Linked DNA regions of Sus scrofa: region 2 is linked to region 1. The links are chromatin contacts, called in public HiChIP or PLAC-seq maps. All regions are on one chromosome and are shown on one strand. The core of a region is the stretch at or near the end of the contact, and the rest is flanking DNA. Distances in the headings are between cores, read along the strand shown.

Region 1 (3,722 bases), core at 582-3,081:
ACCTACACCACAGCTCACGGCAACGCCGGATCGTTAACCCACTGAGCAAGGGCAGGGACCGAACCTGCAACCTCATGGATCCTAGTCGGATTCGTTAACCACCGTGCCACGACAGGAACTCCTCCCCTGCTTTTTGGAAGGCAGGGTGGAAGGAACCATCAGCACTGCTTATATGGCAGGCCCAGCTTTGGTCCTTTCCCATTCACAACTCCTGGTGGCCCCTCACAATGATTTCCTGAAATGTTGCCCTTTCAACCTCATTTGAGATAAGGAAACTGAGGCACATCTTGTAAGTGGCAGAGTCTGGATGGGGACTACTGGCCAGGCAGCTCGGTGTGCGGTTAAGGGCAGATCTGGCGCCAGTCTGTCTGGGCTTGAATCAGGGCTGTGCTGCTCACCAGCTGTGTGACACCCCCTTCTCTGTCCCCTGGTTTTTTCCTAGGGATGGAAATAGTCTATCTTACAGGGTTGGACTAGGGAATGAGTTAGTCAATTATTTGTAATGCACTTAAAACAGTGCCTGGCACAATTCAAGTGCCATATAAGTGTTTTAAAAGTAAATAAACTGAAGGCTGTCTGACTCCAAAGCCAGTAATAGTGGAATTTCAGGCCTGTTTTTTGTTCTATCCCCTTATTATAGCAGCAGAATTAGACAAAGGCTAAACTTGGACTCTGAACAGGAAGAGAGACTTAGCTGCTGAGGCACCCACGGACTTCTTGCCCTGTCCACTGCGGGGTGGCCTTCCCCCCTCCCAATCGGGCCTGTCATCCCTGTCACACTGGCCTTCTGTGGATTCCATGACCTGCACCAAGCTCATTTCTACCTGAAGGCCTTTATACCCATCTGGAAATGTTTCTCCAGATTTTTGCATCGTTAACATCTTTCTTTCTCCTTCCTGTCACCTCACCACGTCATGTTGTCAGAAAAACCTTTCTTGATCATCAGTTGGGCTCTCATGCAAAACAGAAGGCAGGCTCATTTGGGGGTGCCTGAGGAGAGTTTATGAAGAGACCACTAGCAGGAAGTGGGCAGGCCAAAAATCAACATGGGATGGGGATGCCTTTGCTACCACTGGGCCTGGGGACACGCCGCCGTAGGACAAGAGGCGACAGAGCACCTCAGAGAACACAAACTGCAGCCTTCACTGGAGCGGTGCAGCCAAATCCTCCAGCCTTTTGCAGTAAGAGGGGGCATAAATATCCCCACTTCCCTCTCCTCCAGCCTGCAGACCTCCTGCCTCCTTCCGTTGAAGGGAACTTGGGCTCCCAGGTCCCTCCCACCGTGAAGGTGGAGAGACTATTTGAAGCTAGCCAATGTTCTCTTCCCAGGTCATAATTTCTCTTCTCTGCTTTTACCTTCTTAGCATCACTCTCCACAATTACCTTCTTTTGTTTGACCCCATTTTCTCTAGAATATAATTATTTTGAGGGCTAGGTCCTGGAGTCCTCCCTCCCTCTCGTTCTTTCTTTCTGTCATCCCTGGGTCCCCAGCGACTACTTCAGTGCCTGGCACACAGTAGGTGCACAAAAATGATGAGTTAAATTAATCAACAGACGGGGACACAGGTAGCGTGCCTGGAGAGAAAAAGGCTCATAAAGGTCGCTTATCTTTTTTGTTTTCCCCCTTCCAAAAAGATCAGGCGATTGAACATCCCTGGCACCAGGTTAGAGGGCTGCCCCTCTTGCCACCACTGCCGCTGCTGCGGCGCGTAGTGGGAGGGGACTGCAGGTGCGGGCGGCCACTGTCCTGCTGCGGCAGCACTAGCTCCCCAGGGACGCGTGCGCCGGGCTCGCTCGCCTCTCCCGGGACAGCCCGGCGCGGGGACGTGCGCGGGGCGGCTGGCCCGAGTCCCTGTCCCGGTCGCGTCGTGGGCAGGGAGGGAGACACCCAGTGCTCACTCTCGGTTATTTTTAGCCGGTGGCTGACACCCCGCCCGGGGCGGGGGGCGGAGCGGAGGTGGGGGTAGAGGGAGCTCCCGGCGCCTCGGCGCTCGCTCCCGCGGGGACTCGCGGCGCGGCCGAGCCGGGCGGCTCTGGGAACAGCTGCGGCGGCGTCCTCGGCGGCAGCGCGGCTCTCCGCGGGGACCTGCGCCGAGCGGAGGAGGGGCCGGCGGGGGAGGAGAGCCGGAGAACGGGCGGGCGGGAAGGGGCGGGGAGCGCGCTCCTGCGGCGGCAGCGGCGGCGGCGGCCGTCCTCATCCCGGCGGCCCAGCGCTCGAGTGGACGCGGGGCTTCGCAAATGGCTTGTCCCGCTCTCGGTCTGGAAGCTCTTCAGCCCTTGCAGCCCGAGCCGCCCCCCGAGCCCGCCTTCTCCGAGGCGCAGAAGTGGATCGAGGTAGGTGCCCGCGGCTGGCGGGCGGCCTTGCAGGGGCGCCCGGAGCCCCTGACCCGCGCACACACGGACGACAGGTCGAGCCTCGCCTCCCCCCACTTTCTTTTGCCAGCTGCGCCAGGTCACCCGCCAGGGCCTCGAGCGAGCTGTGATTCTCTGACGCTTTGGTACTGGCGACTTGGGTGAGGGTGGGCGCGAAGTGGGGACACTGCGCTCGCTGTGCATGTAGGGGGCAGGAAGCGGTCCTCTGCGCCTCCATCCCTCCTGCCCGCCAGCAGCGCAAATCTCAGCTCCTGCCGCTTCCAGGCGCTGCCACGGGAAGCGCAGTGCGAGCCCAAGCGCCGCAAAGGCGCATTAAGCGAGAGCCTCCGGAGTCCTTGCCGAGGCCGCATTTGGCGGGGGGCGGGGGAGAGGGCCTGCTCCACGTCCTATTCTGCCGGTTGGTGCCCCCTCCCTGCCCTTGGGAAGCAGAGCTGTGTATATCACCACGGAAGCGCGTACCCACTGGACCCTCGGGCTGTATTCTTGGCACTGGGTCAGGTGTGAGGCTGGCATAGCACAGAGGGCCGGGGAGCCTGCTAGACCCACCTGCGAAAGCGCCATCCGCGCAGACCAAACATCGGCAGCCCCTACTCCATCCGAGAGGCGGTGGGGCGGGCTCGCAGGGGCCGAGTACCGGGCCCCGTTGGCATATTTTACTTCTTAAATGACTCGGTGGCAGGCTAGGGAAATCACTGGAGCTCTCGGCTCAGTCCAGGAAGCGATCCCTGGGCGATCCTGATTCTCGATGTCTATCTGTAAATGCAGCTTGGTGGTCCTGTGCCCCTGAAAAGACGTGTCTGCGGGGGTCAGGACTCTTGCGGGGCGCGAGGGGGAAAGGTGACCCCCTGTGACCTGTGCAGTGAGCCTCTGTTTCCGCGGGCGGCCTTTCTTGAGGCTCAGCGGAAGGTGCATTTTGGCCCTCTTTCCTCAGGGACAAGCTGCTCTCCCTCCCTGGTAGTTTAAAGGAAGAGATGTACGGCTAAGTCATGATCTAGCAACGGTGAAGCATGTTAGTACTCAGACTTGTCACTTAACTGACACTCCGTGTGGCACCTCACATCTTGATGCTGCTGGAGTAACAGAGCTAGATGGTACAGATTTAAATCTGCTGAGCTGTCTGCGGAAACCACCCTCATTCAATGGTGCTCTGACGGGCCAGCCAGAGGCCTGCACCTTACAGGGTTAATCTGCTTCATGCAAACAAGAGTGCTAGGCAGAGTTTAGAAAGACCTATTTTAAAATAGGGCTAAAGACACAGAAGAATAAACTCAAGGCTCTTTGCTTTTAAAAGCCCCAATCATGTCTCTTATAATTTGATGGCTCATGACCAGATGAGAAAAAGACCTTGG
Region 2 (3,831 bases), core at 835-3,334, 290 kb after region 1:
TTCAACTAATTCTTCGTCCACCATCAGGATGCGGGAATGAACAGCCTTTAACGCTGTGGGTAAGAACCTTCTCTTAAAATTCCCCTTTGCTGAGGAAACAGTCATATGTGGGAGCTGCTCTTTTTAAGTGTGCTTAAACTATGCCCTTGTAATGTTCAATTTTTTTTTCTAAGTTGACCTTTTTCTTCATTTTATCAGATGCATTAAAACTGAAAATACCTGGATATGCAAAAAAGGTCCTATTGTAGAGCACAGGGAACTCTAGCCAATCTCTTGTGATAGAACATGAGGAAGATAATAAGGGAAGAAAATGTATATGTATGACTGGGTCACTTTGCTGTACAGCAGAAATTGACACAACATTATAAATGGACTATGTTGAATACAAAAAATTACAAAATAAATGTGATCGTAACTACAAAAAAAAACCTGAAAACACCTATATCGAAGAAGGTGCAGCTTTGTAGATCTCAATAATCAGAAGACTATAAAAGATTGTAAAAAAAAAAACCAAAACTTTATTTTTTCAAGTTATGGAATATCATCCAAGTCTGGTTTTGATTAAGGCTGCCAGTTTTCTAGGAATTGTGGTTTTTGTCAAATGCATGCGGAAGGCACTGATTGGGGTTCTGGTTGGAGTTCTGGTTTGCTTTCAGAAAACTGCAGAAACTCTCTTTGATGTTATTTGTGCAAATGCATTAACACATCAGGAAGAGGGTCAGTAAGCGTGTGCTTCAATGTTGGGTTTCCATTACAGCCCATTACTCTGCCCAGAAAGGCAAAGAACAGTTCAACCATTTGCGAACGACCGTGATACATTTGGCTTTTTCTAAGCTGCCTTCTCTAAACATTGTGGGTTGCACCTAAGCCTTTTTTGTGTTTATTTTGAACAGATTCTTTCTTTGTGGGGAGCATGGGGATCTCTTCATTTCTCCTCTGAGTTTTACTCCCAATTTTTGCATTCTTTAGACATGTCAAGACTGTGGTTTCATTTTCAGAATTAATGAATATCGCTAATTGCATAATGACACTTCTCTTCCAGCATGACCAGCGGAAAGGGTTGGGCACACATACATTTCACTTGTAGTTTTTATTTCCAGCTTGGTTGCAGTGTTACCCTTCTGTCTTGCCAATCCTCTAACTTTGTATTTGGTCTTATAGATACGGACCGAGAACTCCTGTGTCTGATGACGCAGAGTAAGTTGTCTTGTATTAGTAAGAATACATTAATTACTAGCCTAAACTGCATGCTTTCAGTACTCACCACTAATTGAAATGCAATTAATGCAGCAGGGGACTGAAGAGCTAAGAGACTCGTGCAGCCTCAGAAAAGCACTTGAAGTTGGAATGCAGAACATATGTTCTGTGCAGGAGAGACGAATGAAAAAGCCACTTTAGCATGATTCTAATATGCAGCTGCTGCTTAAAACTTAACATTTGCTTTTCATAGACAAGGCATGTGAAAGGCGTTCTTGTTAGGGTTTGGAACGTTGGAAGCCCTTCTGAACTTCGGCATTGTTAAAAGGCTATTTTGCACTTGGCGTTGAATTCTTGACATGTGAAGGCTTAGAGTTCACCATGAAGCAGTCCTTCCCGTAGCCACATTTTTTTTTTGGTAAGCTGAGAAAATAAATCCTAAACCACTAATGATAGATTCAGAAGCCCAAGTTCCTCCCAGGTTGTAGTAGGATAAACTGTGGGATGCTTGAGACCAAAACGCTGTGGTTTCGTTCAAGTTCTATGGCATGGCCAGGGGTCAAGATGTCCAGCCTGACACAGGCTGCCTCTCCTTGGTCTCTGCTCCTCTCAGAGATGCAGTCCCATCCCCGGCCTCACATCCAAATTTGAGAAGCATCTACTCTCTCCCATATGGGTCCACATTGACTCCATTACACAAATGGATTTCCCACTGGCTGAGCATCCTGAAACTGATATCTGAGGCAGAAGGTTTCTCTGCAGAGTGCTAGCTTGCTCAGATTGGAGTCACTGGTGTTTTAAGAAACATGATTAATGTCTCATTCCAACATCAGTGGCCCGCTGAGCCCGCTGTCTGTCCTCTGGGAGAGGTATCAGCTGGCCTTGTGAGAATCTGGGCCAGCATAAGAGTGAAGCCCAGCATTCCCTCTGCCCCTTTGCCTGGCCTGAGCCTTAGTTCCAAGGCACGAAATGAGGAATCTAAGTAGCAGTGTAGACAAATAGCAGTGTAGACATCGTCAGGGTAGACCAGACAAATAGCACTTCCTCCAGTGACAGTGAGATCAGACCACAACTTTACTATTTTTGAATTGTGCTTTTTTCCCACGTTTGTGTTCAAGTTGTCTGCTTAGTCTGTACTTTTAGCTCGAAGCAATCTGACTCTAGGGCCAAGGCTATCAGTTTCCAACGTGTGATCTATGATTGCTTTGCGGGCCAATGCTGAGCATTCACGTCTCAAAACCAGATTCAGCCTGAGCTTGACTGACTGCACGGAGTTAAGGAGTCTATAAAACTGAGCCCTGGTTATTACTTTTAAAATCTACAGTGGCAGCATTTAACATTCCCTGAAAGGAGGATTATATAAGATTGATAGGCAAAACACTACTTTGATTTGGTTAGCAAAAACATTTTGATAGAATGGATTTACTCTTCATCATTGCAGAGCTGCCAAGCAATTTGCCTAATATGGATCTCTAAAAAAACCCTGAGAGCTGAAAGAAAAGAAGCTACACTAAAAAGAGCTTTTGAATTTCGCCTGTACCTGAATATGAAACCTCACCCAAAGTTACTGTTTTTTTTAAAGGGTGGGGTGGGGATTCCTCTACATTTATTTTAACAAGCAGCCTCAAGGAGCAGGAAGAGTAAAAGGAGCTTCTTTCCCAAAGGTCTTATCTAGGAATAGCCAAAGGGCTGAATTTCCTCCTGGAATAGACCCAATTTACATGAAACCAGTGGGAAAAACAAAAGGAAGAGTTTATGACAGGAGTGTGTTTGTTTTAAATAGAAATGTGTGATAGGTTTTGTTAATCCCCCCAGTCTCTCCCCTTTTCAAAACCTTTAAGAGCAATTATTGGCACAGTCTGTGTTTATTCATAATTGACACATTCTTAAAATACAACCCAATCAAAAAAAGATGTGCCCTTTAAGGAAAATGCAGGTCAGGGGCAGACCTACCACACAGGCAAACAGAAATTTCCGCCTCCTGGCAAGTCAAGAATGTTTCCATGGATGTATTTTCACCTTCTTGCCCTTCTTTTTGCTTCCACGAGCCTCATTTCCCAAGGGTCCCCACCGTGGAGCCTGGACACTGTGAGAGCCAGAGGCCATTTCAGTCTGAATTCTCTTACCCTAGACTTGGTCCAGAAACAATTTCCAGGCTCCCCAGGAGGTAATTTAATCCTGGCCCTCAGAAATGCCAACCCACCATGGAGGGAGACTCCTAGACCCTGCAGCCAGAGGCCCTTGTCCCACAGCCCAGGACATGGCTTATTGTGCTGAGAAGCACCAATTTAGGGCAGGTCATTAATATTCTGGAATCTAGGCTTCTCCAGGATCCCCCACCCTGTCCCCAGACATACACTTCCTTTTGGAGGCTGAGTCCAACCTCTGAATGAGGGAACATTTTCTGAATAGTGACTCAGCACATTTTCTGTCTTGTATCATCACTTCCCAACTTGCTTAGTTCCTTTATTTGACAGAGCATAAAGGGATTGCTCATAGTTTTATTCTTTCTTTTTCTGGCCACTTTGCTGGTGGTATCTGAGGAGGCAAATGAGAGTTTCTCTTTTTATGCTAACCAGCTTTTGGCCATCTTTGGGTTGAGGTAGTTAGACCTTCGTAGGGTGGGGAACAGAG

The links. HiChIP or PLAC-seq counts read pairs in DNA pulled down with a chosen protein or histone mark.
Region 2: a contact with region 1 is called in an H3K27ac HiChIP or PLAC-seq map of skeletal muscle, with 6 times the contacts expected there. The contact joins the enhancer-like site here to the promoter of LIMCH1 in region 1. A contact is called at or near these places in 7 of 47 Hi-C or Micro-C datasets (alveolar macrophages, brain, fetal skeletal muscle and 2 more) and 1 of 2 datasets of contacts at active chromatin or transcription factors (skeletal muscle).

The regions. Positions count from the first base shown.
Region 1 is chr8:32,431,204-32,434,925 of Sscrofa11.1, forward strand. LIMCH1 (LIM and calponin homology domains-containing protein 1) reads left to right here and starts at 1,832. Exons shown (of 35, transcript XM_021101157.1): 1 at 1,832-2,334. The coding sequence starts at 2,239.
Region 2 is chr8:32,724,412-32,728,242 of Sscrofa11.1, forward strand. It overlaps LIMCH1 (LIM and calponin homology domains-containing protein 1), which reads left to right. Exons shown (of 35, transcript XM_021101157.1): 17 at 1,162-1,197. Among named protein-coding and RNA genes, the nearest start is that of PHOX2B, 120 kb to the right of the region's middle. Within about 2 kb of position 2,085, at least 10 of the 83 cell types and tissues checked have an H3K27ac peak or open chromatin away from gene starts, as enhancers often do. A contact at or near this core is called in fetal skeletal muscle and skeletal muscle, where this site is marked.